2 separate regions of the Mus musculus genome follow, and region 1 is linked to region 2. Evidence: chromatin contacts called from public HiCAR-type data. All regions are on one chromosome and are shown on one strand. The core of a region is the stretch at or near the end of the contact, and the rest is flanking DNA. Distances in the headings are between cores, read along the strand shown.

Evidence for each region. HiCAR-type assays count read pairs that join an accessible place to other places.
Region 1: a HiCAR-type map of astrocytes shows a contact between it and region 2, with 3 times the contacts expected there. The contact joins two enhancer-like sites. A contact is called at or near these places in 3 of 484 Hi-C or Micro-C datasets (embryonic somatosensory cortex, neural progenitor cells and stem cell-derived neural stem cells), 3 of 115 datasets of contacts at active chromatin or transcription factors (astrocytes, differentiating embryonic stem cells and embryonic forebrain) and 2 of 9 other capture datasets (embryonic tail and embryonic trunk).

The regions. Positions count from the first base shown.
Region 1 is chr1:41,603,652-41,610,358 of GRCm38.p6, forward strand. No RefSeq gene overlaps it. Among named protein-coding and RNA genes, the nearest start is that of Gm35935, 34 kb to the left of the region's middle. Within about 2 kb of position 1,935, at least 27 of the 459 cell types and tissues checked have an H3K27ac peak or open chromatin away from gene starts, as enhancers often do. A contact at or near this core is called in neural progenitor cells, where this site is marked.
Region 2 is chr1:41,268,488-41,274,771 of GRCm38.p6, forward strand. No RefSeq gene overlaps it. Among named protein-coding and RNA genes, the nearest start is that of 4930448I06Rik, 90 kb to the left of the region's middle. RefSeq lists an enhancer at 5,989-6,284. Within about 2 kb of position 2,709, at least 19 of the 459 cell types and tissues checked have an H3K27ac peak or open chromatin away from gene starts, as enhancers often do. A contact at or near this core is called in neural progenitor cells, where this site is marked.

The DNA.
Region 1 (6,707 bases), core at 685-3,184, 330 kb after region 2:
AGCTCTTGCTCTCACTCTGCATGGCATGAAATCATCCAACAGATTACATCATATTGTTTTCTGCTATAGCATACAAAATGGCTGAAGTCCAGTCACTACTCCATCTGATCTAGGCAGTCTCTCCTTAGAGTAACATGGAAAGGGCAGTAATAGATAGGGACTTTTTTAATTGTAATTTTTTATTGTTTAAACAACAAAGTAGCCATTGGACATTTTTGTAACCTTGTTATTTAGATAACTTATAATATCACTGTCCTGGTGGTAAAATGAAACTAGCAATATCCAGTAGCTCAGGTTGAAGACAAACTTGAGATTTTTTTCCAAATAAAGGCATTTTATGAGTATCTTTCTACTTTCTTCATACAAATTATTCATCTAGACATCTTTGGAGTCAGACTTCCAAGTGCTGTTAGGTCTCACACAGTACAAAGGGTCGACAGTCTGATGGACTCTGTTAATTCCTAAGGGAAGATCGATGCCAGGCTGCTCACACCACTCCATTAGCTGAGCTCCTTACGACAACGCTCTTAGAAACATTAACTGTGTGTTTTCTCGTGTTTGTAGAAAACTCTTAAAGGGGGAGAATTTTTGCATATCTGCAAAGGCTCCAATTATCCCTTTTTTTTGTCAGTAATATTTTAGAGATAACTGGGAGTCTTAATGACATTAGATGACTTTTGTTAACAACACCCCAAATTAAGTTTGGATCACTTCCCAGGTGCAAACATTATCAGTTCAAGCACTGTGAATAAAGGTTAATTTGGAATGACTGACAAAGACTGTAAAAGTTTCTTCTATCTTATTTTTAATTTATTTTGTGACTGTGAGTGACTATTATGCATAATCACAAAAGTTTCCAAATGCATTTCTATTCATATTTCTTTTTGCTCTTCATAATTACCCATAATGCCCATTCTTCCCTTTTATGATGATACCCTAGAATGATGATGAAATGTGGGCATTCAGGTGCTGTTAGCCATAAATCAACACTTTGGGGGCTCAATGGCTTTCCATTTATCTCTGAGATACAGCGTTTGAGGATTGATGCATCCTAACTATGTTCTTAAGTGAGGATTTTCATGTGAATACCAGTGCTAGCATTTAGACAAAGCAAATCATTAATCTGAATCTAAACTTTCTATTAACTATTCAGATTCTTATTTCCCTCCACTCCCCCCTTTTCTTCTCAAGGTCGCAGTACGGTTTCCCATGGATTCTTGAAAATTTGCCTTGAGTTTTCTGTCACTGACGATGTGGAGGCTCCAGTGATTACTTCGCAGCAAAAAAACGAAAGTTGGACGAACCTGGACGGGCCAATCGGGGCATGATTCCCATCACCAGGATTTATCTACTTTAGAAACGAAACAGTTAACCTAATCATCTCATTTTATTGCTAATTTAGAAAGGCTTTTCCCCGCGAAGTACGCTCTCACTTTTCTAAACTCACTGCTTATGACCTGAGTCTTTTATTCATCGCGCCATTACCGACAGCTAATCCCTCTCATGTATTGATAATTGGACAAAACTGGACAACATGCCAACTCCCGAACACCGCATGCCCCTGAGGCTTCTATTCAGCGATTCCTCCCAAACCACATTGCTTTCCAAGTTTGGTTCTTTCATTGCCTATCAATGGGAAACCAGTGAGAGATTTTCTCACTGCTTAGGAATTTGGCCAATTTTAACCTACCCATTGAACTTTCTTCTTAGGAAGAACTACAGTATACGTGGTTCATACGTCTTCCTTTTCTCACACATCCGTGAATAGCCTGCAATTCTTGTTTACTCAAATTATTGCTTTAGTGTATATATTTAAACCATAATTAAACAATAAGTATCTCTTCCAGAACTTAGTTTGTTTTGTGGATCTGAAGCAAATTCAATGGAGAGCTACCCCAGTGTCTGGGACTCATGCAGATTTATCACAGGATTAAGCCACAGGCACTACTTTCAATCTGTTTAATTAGTTCTTAAAATTATAGAAGCCTATGATTTGATACTAAATAGAAATCAATGCAATCCTTTCTTAAGGGGATATTCCATCAAAATTTGAATCTGTATTTCTACGTGTACATGGAGTTTAGGAAGTATTTTCTGTCTTCAAGCTTAATAAACATATTTAATGGCATCTGTCTGCTTGAAACAAGCCTTGGGGCATATGTTAGGAAGCAAGGACAAAGACTTTGGCAACTGAATTATTACAGAATGAAATTAAATGCTTACAACTGGGTAGCATTCATAGAGGCTCACAAAGAGAGGACAATGCAGTTCACACATTCGTGGCTTGAATTTATGCCCTTCCCAGTTCAATGGGAGAGTGTTGGCTGCCTTTCACACCTCCACGCAGCTGCAGAGAAAGCAGAGCCCAGAAAGGGGCACTGGAGCCTCTCTGCTTTGCTTCTCCTTCCGACCTTCATTGCAAAAACAAAAATTTTCTTCCAACATGACCATGTTTCCTCACAGCCTTTAACATACTTCACATGTTGCTTTCCCTAGAAGTCTGATATTAAAACACAGATGGGAAGCCATGCATTTTATTAAATTTAAGCACTTATGTTTAGAAAGGATGGGAAAGTAGCCAATACATGGATCGAAATGACACTCAAGAGTTTAAAAATTGGCCATTTAAGGAAGCTAACTGACTCCAGTCACAGGAAGAAGAAGAAAAGAAGCAGAATAAATATTAAATGGCAAACATGTGGGAAATAGGCAGCACTTAGGGTTGTCTGCCATGTTAGGCATGGTGGCAAATCCCTATTTTCAGTGCCAAGGGCTGAGGCAGGACAATCCAGACAAGGACAGCCTGGGTCTGCACTGTGATAACTCTTCTTGAGAAAACAGGAAGCTGTATCATATTGGTAGAAAAATGGCTTAGTATGTTCAAAGCCTTGATTTGATCCCTATCATTACGGCTAAAAACATTTCAATATCTCTCCACCTCAGTATACTCTTTTTTTTTAAAGATAATTTAACCAAATATTTTTTATTCTTAAATCACCAAAACCTAACTTTACTGTAAATTAGATGGACCCAGAGAATTGTCTTAGTAACTGTCTTATCAGCACAGATGTGACATTAATCAGTTTTCTTATTGCTGTGGTAGAATTCCGTGACAAAGGCAACTTAAGTGGGGGGGGGGGGGCGGCGGAGTATTTTGGCTAGAGGTTGGGGATTACAATCCTTCATGGAAAGTCTTGGCAGAGGCGCATAAGCTGCCTGGTCATGTGACATCAGTCAGGAGGTAGAGAGCTAGGTGTCCTGTCTTGTTTTTACTGAGTCCAAAACTCCAGGCCTTGGAATGGTATTGCCCACATTTAGGGTGGGAACTCTTTGTCAATTAACCTAATCTAGATAATTCCTTAAAGACATAACCAGAGATTTGTTTCCATCATGATTATAAATTTCATCAGATTGACAATCAAGATAAATCATAACAGATGTTGAGTAATTCATGTATTCAGCCACCCTCCAAATACAATCTCCACTCAGCTCCGCTTTCAGACTGTAAGTATCCCATCGTTGAGTGGTTCCTGGTGACTGGTCCTGGGAGGGTGAGCCTTTCAGAGATGTGACCCTCCTCCAAAAGAAAGAACCAGACTCTAAGCCCCCCAGCACCTGGGATTCAGACCATGCTTCTAGCTCAGAGACCCTCACATACTGTGTATGGGCTTTGCCACATATAGCTAATCTGCCTTCTGTTCTTTCAAATGATAGTGTGACATGCCTTAGAAAAATTAGCAAAATAGTCTCTTATTTATGTTTCCATTTTCACTTGTTTTCTGTGTTTTTGAGACAGAGTTTGTATACCCTAGATTGGTTCTACTCTCTCTGTGCAGTCTTACCTGGCATTGAACTCTCCATTCTCTCCTGCCTCAGCCTCCTGGGAACAAGTGTTGCAGATTGTGTGACACGGCTCCTATCTTAAATAATATCCTATGTTTTGGAGATACCATAAAAGGTCTTAGGTAAGATTCTATATATGCATCTCACAACTGGAGCTTTGTCATCTGTTTTCTGGAATTAAGAAAACAGGGAGGCATCTGAATAAGAACAGGCATTGCCCAGCATTCAAAGAGTTTTGGGTTTCATCCCAACAACATCCTGCCCCAGGAATGCCAGAGGCATATGGGAAATGACTATGTAGTATATGAATTAGAACCAGTCCCACCGCATGGATTTTCCCTGTGCCTATTTTCTTTGTTACTTGTCAATTCTTTATATTTCCCAAACTCATCCATTTGTTCCTCCCTTATCTGCTTTGGTTAGGCTAAGAGCAACACTCAATTCACTCAATACTCAGCTGGCTCACAATAGGGCACTGCTCAAAATGTCAGGTGCCCTCAGAGCTGCTTGGAGAGACCAGTGATATTGGAGGTTGCCATGTCCAACAGGCTTGTGGGCCACTTCAAACTGTTACAGCTATCCATCACGTGTTTGATCTAAAAGAAATGAAAATAACCCATAGATGAAGAATCATTTTGAGTGAAGTAAATGAATGAAGGTAACCCTAAAGGGCAGCTATTATTAAAATAATATTGGAACAGAATTTGGATTCTTTTTTTTTTTTGAGAGACAGAGACAGAGACAGAGAGACGGAGAGGTACAAGGCAGCACACACGTAGGGGAGGGGGATGTTTGTCTTTCTGAGTAGCTCTTACTTGTCCTGGAATTCACTATGTAGATCAGTTTGATCTCAAACTCATAAAAACCCACCTGCATCTGTCTCCAAAGTACTGGGATTAAAGGTGTGTACCACCATGTCTGGGGCATTTGAATTGACAATGGATATTAAGTGAGAACTTGCAAACCTAACAGTCATAGGCAGGCTTAGCCGTCCATGGCAGGTCCCATCGATTCACTTACACCTCCTAAGTTCCTTTTACTGCAACTGTCCCTATGGAATCTCTGGGACTCTGGGCCTTCCTGATAGGAAGACAGCTTAGCAGAATAAGAAGTTGGGAGTGTTGGGGTGTTCCCGATACTTGCTATCAGTTCACAATTATACTCTCATTTGTTTAGGACAAATGTGGCTGCATCTGGTTTGGAAGACAGATCCTTTGTGACTTCCAAGCTATGCAGAATCATTGCATTATTTTTCCTGAACAGGAATTGTAAAGAAAACAGCATTTATTTAACCTTTGGTTTTGTATTAATGACATCGAGATAAAGTACTATTTTCCATTTTGTGAAGCAGATTGCAGGCATGTGTGTGTGTGTGTGTGTGTGTGTGTGTGTGTGTGTGTGTGTGTGTGTGATGCTGGGGAGGATTCCAGGACCTTCTGCTTGCTGAACATACACTCTATCACTGACATAGGCTCTTAGCAGATCTTTAAAACAGTCGTTTTCGTTGACTGAGAAGTCAGTGTAGTGTTTTGCTTCAGCCTAGACTTCTTTTTTTTTTTTAAAACAGATCCCATTTATTTACATATGTCCCATTTGAAGAATGTAGATATTTCAGATCCCGTGCAGCAAGAGCCTTTCCAAGGCAGTTTACACTGACAGCACACATGCTACACATAACTGCTGTCCCCAGAAGAAAACCAGATGATAATAACAATTGATTGATATGTTTACTCATCAATAAACATCAAATCTGAGAAAGATAAGGTGTAAATGGAATATTTCTAATTCATATTTCATAAACACAATGATGAAGTTCAAGATGATTTCTAAGAACTGGTGGGGTATTTTTTCATGTATACTTATGTGGTGTTGTGTATGTGTATGAATGTGTGTGTGTGTGTGTGTGTGTGTGTGTGTGTGCAGTATGTGTGTGTGTGCAGTATGCGTGTGACATGGATATATGGGTGTGTGTGGTATACGTGTGTATGTGTGTGGTATATGTGTGCATGTGTGTGGTATGTGTGAGTGTGTTCATGTGATGTGGTATGTATGTGTGTGTGTGTATGTGGGTGTGTGTGTATATTTGGGTGTATGTGTGCACCTTCATGGGGAGGTCAGAAATTGATATCTCATTCCTCCGTCATTTTCCTTTCTGTTTACTGAGACAGTATCTCTTATTGAACTCAGAGCTCATGCATTTAGTTAGTCTAGCTGGCCAGGTTGCCTGGGGTCTTCTCTGTCTCTTCCTCTGCAGAGCTGGGATACAGACAGGCTTCCATGCTCATCAGGCGTCTATGTGAGTATTGATGATCCAATCCCTGGTCTTTATGCCTTCATGGCAAACACTTTATCACTGAGCCTTCCCCCAGTTCCCTGAATTAATGTTTAAAGGCCTATTTATGGCTCATCTTTTAATTAACAGGATTCTGTGTCAAAGAGCTCCTGGTTGTGATTGTCGTATAATATTCAATCTCTCTATGTTAGTTCACTTCATGTCAGACTCAGCTCAGCCCTATTGCAAGGCTTTGTGGAGAATCTTAAAAAACGCTACAATTTGCTTTAGGTTGTTTTCTTAATAATCCTTACACTTATAATGTTAATACTTCCTATAACCCTAGTTTCAACTATGGGTTTCACTTTTTAAACCATTTCTAACCTATTTATTCATAAATCTGTCACTACCATCACCAGTTGGAAAGTTGAAATAAGCATTAAGTTTCCTTCAGGAAGTCCCAAGTTGTACAGGATGCAATTCCTTCACTAATGAGCACAGATCTTTGTGGTCTCATTTACTGATGGTTTCTTCCAGTTATCGAGATACCTCTATCTCAAGCTGGGGGAATACAATAATCACTCTCAATCTT
Region 2 (6,284 bases), core at 1,459-3,958:
GATTTTGAAATACATTTTTATTGTTTTGTTTTTGTGTGTTTGCTTTGTTTGCTTGCTTGTTTGTTTTTTAACTTAACTGTGGCTAGGAATATACTAATTCAGATTCTGTAAATAAATAGAATATCAAACTAATTTGATAGCAAAATTCTATCAAGTTAAAAACAGTGGACCCTTGAATGAAAACCCTATGCACACACCTGCCCACAAGCCTCGTTCTGTATGCGCGGATAGGAGTTTTCATCTCTTTCGCTTTCTGTTTTTGTTTTCCTTTGCTAATCTTGACTGGTCAAGCCTCCTATTAATTTTGCTTTGTCAAATCAGTTGTCTCAAGCAGGATCTTTCAAAGATTTAACAATGCTTCCATCTGTCAGCTGATTGGATCTATGTCCTGTGATGTCTGCACATGGGTGCAGCATAGAGCAACAAGCACTCCCTTGCTTGCTTACTTACATCCTGATTCGAAGGGATGGTTATGTGTATCAAACAAAAATAATAAGATACTCTCTCAGCTCTCAAAGCAAAATGAGAGTAGGATTTAAAATAAATGATTTGCAGTGAAAAGGTGGGCTTGCCTGCACACAAATCTATAGCAAGCCAGGTTTAGAAGTGTTGTATTAGTTTATTCTTTTGTTTTGTATATGTGTGAGCAATTGTGTATTTCTGTTGTTAGGCAACCTTACTACATAAAAGCTACTGACAATAAATACTATTGTCAGTAGATTAATATCATTTTCTGAATTTATTATTTTATTATGATCTTGAGAAAAAACTTAGGGAAATGGCACCTGAGAATGTAAATATTTTGGCTGCTTATTGCACACAGGAGATAGTTATTGCTACCGCACACACTCATTTGACATCTTGCTTCTCATCTGTTTGAGTATATTTCTCATCGACTCTTTACTTCATCTAACGATGGCAATTCACCAAAGGAAATCCCGCCCACCCAGAAAGAGTCATCCTCTCACTTTTCTTTAAAACTATTGCATATATTACAAGTGAAAATTTTCTCAGGGAAACTGCACTGAGGAAGGGGAAACAGTATGTATCCTGCCCAATGCAGTATAGCTTCAAAGGTTATCAGCAAGCTTCACTTTCAAAACATTTGTGCTTGTATTTCAGGTGCTGGAATACACTTCACGCAGTGTAATAAGGGGTCACACCAGACTTAATGAAAAGTTCCATGGCATTCGTGTATAATAAGTCCCTAATTAAAGGCGTGGTTAAGCCAACAGCACGGATATTGTCTTTTACATTAATATCTATTATTCTTCTTTAGCCTTCTCTGGGAGCCTCTTCAATGGACAGATGCCTGGAGGGGAGACTAAGGAATCGCTCAGCTGGTGGCTGGCACTGGCCTTGAAGAAGGCTAGTGAGGAACACTTTGTGGTCTTTCAGGGTCTCCGCACCAGCTATCAGCAGCTATGGGTGCTGAAGAGACCTTGTCACTTCATCCGAAGGGATTTACTTGGTCAGAAGGAAAAATTAAATACAAAGCATGCAGCTAAGAAGCCAGTGAAAAGGATTATGAACATACAAGAGCACATGTGTATGGGACACTAAGACATCTTTAGGAAATTTCAGATCCCCAAAGCTAGGATTACTGGCAGGAGCAGGGTAGTGGGCCCATGCCTGGGCCTTTACCATGAGTGTTATTAACTTCAAACTATTCAGTTTGGCTTTATGGGTCTTTTATCAAGGCCACTTAAAAACGAAAAGAAAAACGGGAAAAGAAAGGCAAAGAAAGATTCCCATCCGTTCAATGCAGTTACACACACACACACACACACACACACACACACACACACACACACACCACTAGTACATAAACACATGTGTGCATATTCACTGCCTCCTAGGTCCACTGCCCAATTTTCTACCCAGGTTCAAGTTCACAAACAGAATGAAGTTCAGAAACAGTCTGTCTAAAGGTAGTGAAGGAGAATCAAACACAGCATTTTGGACCTGCCAGTCTTGCAGGGCAGAGGGCTCCTCCATCATTGAACTGTCCCCTGATGCTTGGCAGTGAGCCTATAGGCGGCTAGCCACGTTTGCCTGGGTGATGGACCACACCAAGGTAAACAGTTCCCACCTGAGTGCTGTGGGAGAGGAAAGAGCTAAGCAGATTGAATGACAGGAGACTGATAGGGGACAGGCCATCTATTTAACAAGAAACAAAAGCACAGTTCAAGTGCAGGCAGTCGATGTGAAAATGCTGTTTCCTTACTCCAACTGGTAACCACTGCCCCAGCCTAGTCATGACAGCGGCAGGTGTCCTGGCCAAAGCTTGTCCTTTGCAGGGAACGCATGGGGCCTCTGTACTATCCTGTTAATTCCAGTAACACAGAGGACAGGGCAGGTAGCTCTGCACTGAAGACAGAATTCTGGCTCAGGGACAGGATTGTGCTCTTTAGCCTGCTTTAGCCTCAAGACAAGGGGCCAGATAATAATAAATGTCAGAGCAGAAGACAGTTTGCAGTAGTAATAAAAACAACCAGATACGATTCACAAGGGAGCCATTCATAGATGGGAGGAAAACCTCCACTCCCAGCCATAGTGATGGAGAAATGAGATCTAAATTAAAGTTGCTTCCTGTAGGTTTGGGAGAAGTTAGTCAGAAGCCATCGTTAGAAGCAGGAAGCAAAGCTGGCTAGAGTGAGACATCATCGGAAGAGTCCGCCTTTAGATGTCACTACAGCATCAGGGCTTCACTTGCCAAACTCCCGAGAAGGCTCAGAGGATGGACACCAGCCCATGTATTCCATAGACAGTCCCACTATTCTCCAAATTTCTTCAGAGAACCTAAGTGTTCTGGAAAAGCTGATTAGGGAGCAGCTAGACTCAGCCTGAGTCCCAGGCTACCTCCCACAGTCACCTCTTTTTCTGCCTCAGTGACAGGTCCCTAACAAGAATAGAGAGCAACAAATGCAAATGAGCTGAGCCCTCCTCCCATCAGAGGAGGAGGGACTGAGAGGAAGGAGGGAGAAAAGGAGGAGGGAGAGAAGGAGGAGGGGGAAGGGGGAGAGAAGAGGGAGGGGGAGGAGGGAGAGGAGGTGGAGGAGGGGGAGAACTTTACTGTGCTAGTTGCATAGTTCATACCTTCTGTTCTCAGAGGGCTACTGTAACACATCTTTTACTCATTCTTGTTTTGGAAAGTACATTTGTTTTCTGTTTGTTTGTTGTTTGTTTTGCTTTGCTTTCACCCTAGACAGATAAACCCTCAAATGGGTAGACTCAATAGATCCATAGGTGGAGAGATGGATAAATAGATTTCCATATGACACTTAGGAGGGAAGAGCTGCAGTACTCCAACACCCCTGCGAGTCCAAATGGGTAATATCTGTTAAAAACTCAGAGCAATTTCTTAGTAAAATCTAAGCCAGAAGAAGTTTAACCCCCTCCTCGCACCAGCTTTCTGCCTCCCTTGAGAAGGCATGTCTGTCTGTGACAGTGTAACATTTGTGCTTGGATTATTTTCCCACAGGAAGGCACAGCAAATGCTCCTGATTTAAGAGCCATGTATTCAAGGAAGTCCAACTAACTATTAAACCAAAAAACTAACTCTGATAACTGGCATCCGATCTCAATTCTGGGAAAAACTTAGACAAATCAAATATCCAGCAAAAACATTACCAAATGCTGTACCTCGCAACCGCCTATACATTACTAATCAGTATTCATTTCCTGTCCTTAAAATAAACACAAAACAGATTTCTCCATTTTCCCTAAAATCAATCTTTCGCAGTATCTGTCAGTTTCTCTCTCCCAATTAGTATTCCACGTTCATTTATTTTCCTTGTGAGTTAATTTTTTTTTAAATGTATCTTGGCATGGATATTTCATTCAATACTTGTAAATGAAAATCATAGGGTAACCAGTGTTCCTTAAGACCCCCAAACTTGTAACTTGGTTAATGAATGGAGATAAATCAAAGACACCTTATTAATTATTGCTTGCCTGGTAGGGTAAGCATTAGCTTTTCACCTCACTGGGCTGGAGAACAAGATTGCCTTTGGCCATGTCCGAGGGGCTCATTAAAGCATCCCTGGGGAATGGGAAGAAATTGCTAGTATAAGGCAGTGGTCAGTTTCTCTCCCAGAACCCCACCAGGGAAAGGAAACTCTCATCAGGAAGAACTAACAAGGCTGCCTGTATTACACCTGTAATCAAACTGGCCTGGAAATGCCTGGAGACCATTGTTCTGTCTTTGCGATCTGGGAGCGTATCTGAAAATGCCGAATCCAATCCATAATTGATGTGTGTGCGCAATTATAATCCTCCAGATATACTGGAAATGCTGCAGTTCCAAGCCTCAAGGAGTGGTTACTTTAGCATGCATGGCATAAACCAAGATATCTGATATAATAAAAAAGGAAACTGTTTTGTTTCCTGCATTGGCAGCAGGGAGGTAATTGAATATATGCCTGTTTTTCTTAATGAGTGTAATTATATACAGCTTTTGACAGCTAGTAGACTTGGGGATAAGCAATATTGTACCAAAAATATATTATTCCAAGCCTTTTATATTGCATGTATCTTTGTGTGTACACACTTCCTGTTCTAGGTAAAGTGGAGTTGCTCTCCTCCATGTAAGTAGAGTGAGCCATCAGGTGTGAACGTTCCTGGGAAAGAGACATGTTCTGGCAAGTTCAGAGGAGCTGAGGATTGGGGCCTTTGAGAGATGGACTCATACTAACGTCTTAACTCCATTCACACACTCATGGTATGAAAAATGTTTGTAAAACTTTCAAAATGGCAGGTCCCCCCAGATGGTTACGTGAATGAGGGCTTCTGAGTCCAGGCCTGGAGTGGTGGGTGTTCCAGTCATAGTTCAGTCAACACTGTTTATTGATTGCTCGCTGTGGGCTGAGAGCTGGGCTAGGCCATGCTGCTGTCACAGTCTGATGTGGGGATAGAGTCAATGAAGAGGGGAGTCTGGAAATGTCACAGGTCTCTTTTGCTGAGAAGGATACTCTATTGGGCCCCTGTGCTGTTCCAGAGTACAGTGGACTGAATTCACTGGGAGAGAGAAGGCTTCCTTCTACTGTGCCACATATTGCTGGGTGGGAAAAGTTTAAGGGTGAGCATCCCCGAAGTTTCTCGCATCCAGGAGAGAACTAAAATCTCTAACTGGCAAGCGTGCTCCAGACATGGATTAAAGGATCCTGCTTATTCACCCCCAGCTGGATTGATTCTCCATCTTTTAAGTACTCCTTATTACTATAATGGAGGACAAGTCAGCATTATTATGTATTCCAAACAAAAACTCAGTATTTTCTCACTATTGAAGTATGCCACCAAAAATGTACACGTTTTGTTGAATTGCAACTTCACTTGGTAGTGAAGTCTTAAAAATGAAAGCCAAATCCTTGAATTTAAATTAATAAAATGTTTAAAACCACCCAATTAGCTAATAAACACCAGAGTAACCCCGAAGCTTGCTTAGTTTGTTGTTTGCTGGATTACTTTGATGGTATCAAACAAACCAAAACAAACAAAACTCCTAAATTTTTGCTTGAAATGAAAACTTAAGGTAATAAATAAGACAAGTTAAACAACAGAGTTTGAATGGGTAGGATAAACTGCGCTAATATAACAAATCTTTCAGGTCACATTATATTTTATATCTTTTAATTTATATATTATATATGTTTAGTTTATTTATTTTAATTGCAGGATTGAAGATGGAATGCAAGGCCGCACATATGCTAGGCAAGCACTCTACCAGCAGCCATTTTAATCTTGTAGGTTATTTTGGAAGTTCTGAATTTAAAGCATAAAATATTTCATAAGGTAGCCAAATATATCCAAACAAATGAATCTGATGGGTTTTTTTTCCAAGACAAAAGCAGTCTTAAAATCTGAGTATATAGATAATTTGTAGAGATGAGAATTAAAGTCTACCAGGGATCTCAATGAAAATCTCCAGAAAAAATATATATATATGTAATCAAATATGAGGTACATGTACTGAGTTAACCTATGGCCAGCTCATGGCCCATGTGAAGTGAAAGTCATGCTACATTTTATTACAGACTCTGCCTTCATGGGTGATCTTCAGTATGTTTTATTTTAATTGAAACTCTTAAGGAAACTGGCAGTATTCTTTGGGTTTCCATTATTCCTACTCTAGTCTATCTGTTGATGTGGCTGTGTGGTATTTATTCCTCTGGGAATCACCATGGTCACAATATCTAAGACTGTGTTTTACTATCCCCAGCCTACCCACCCAAGAATTAGTTTCACCCCCTTGGGGGCGACATTGTCCCTGCTGCGAATGAATG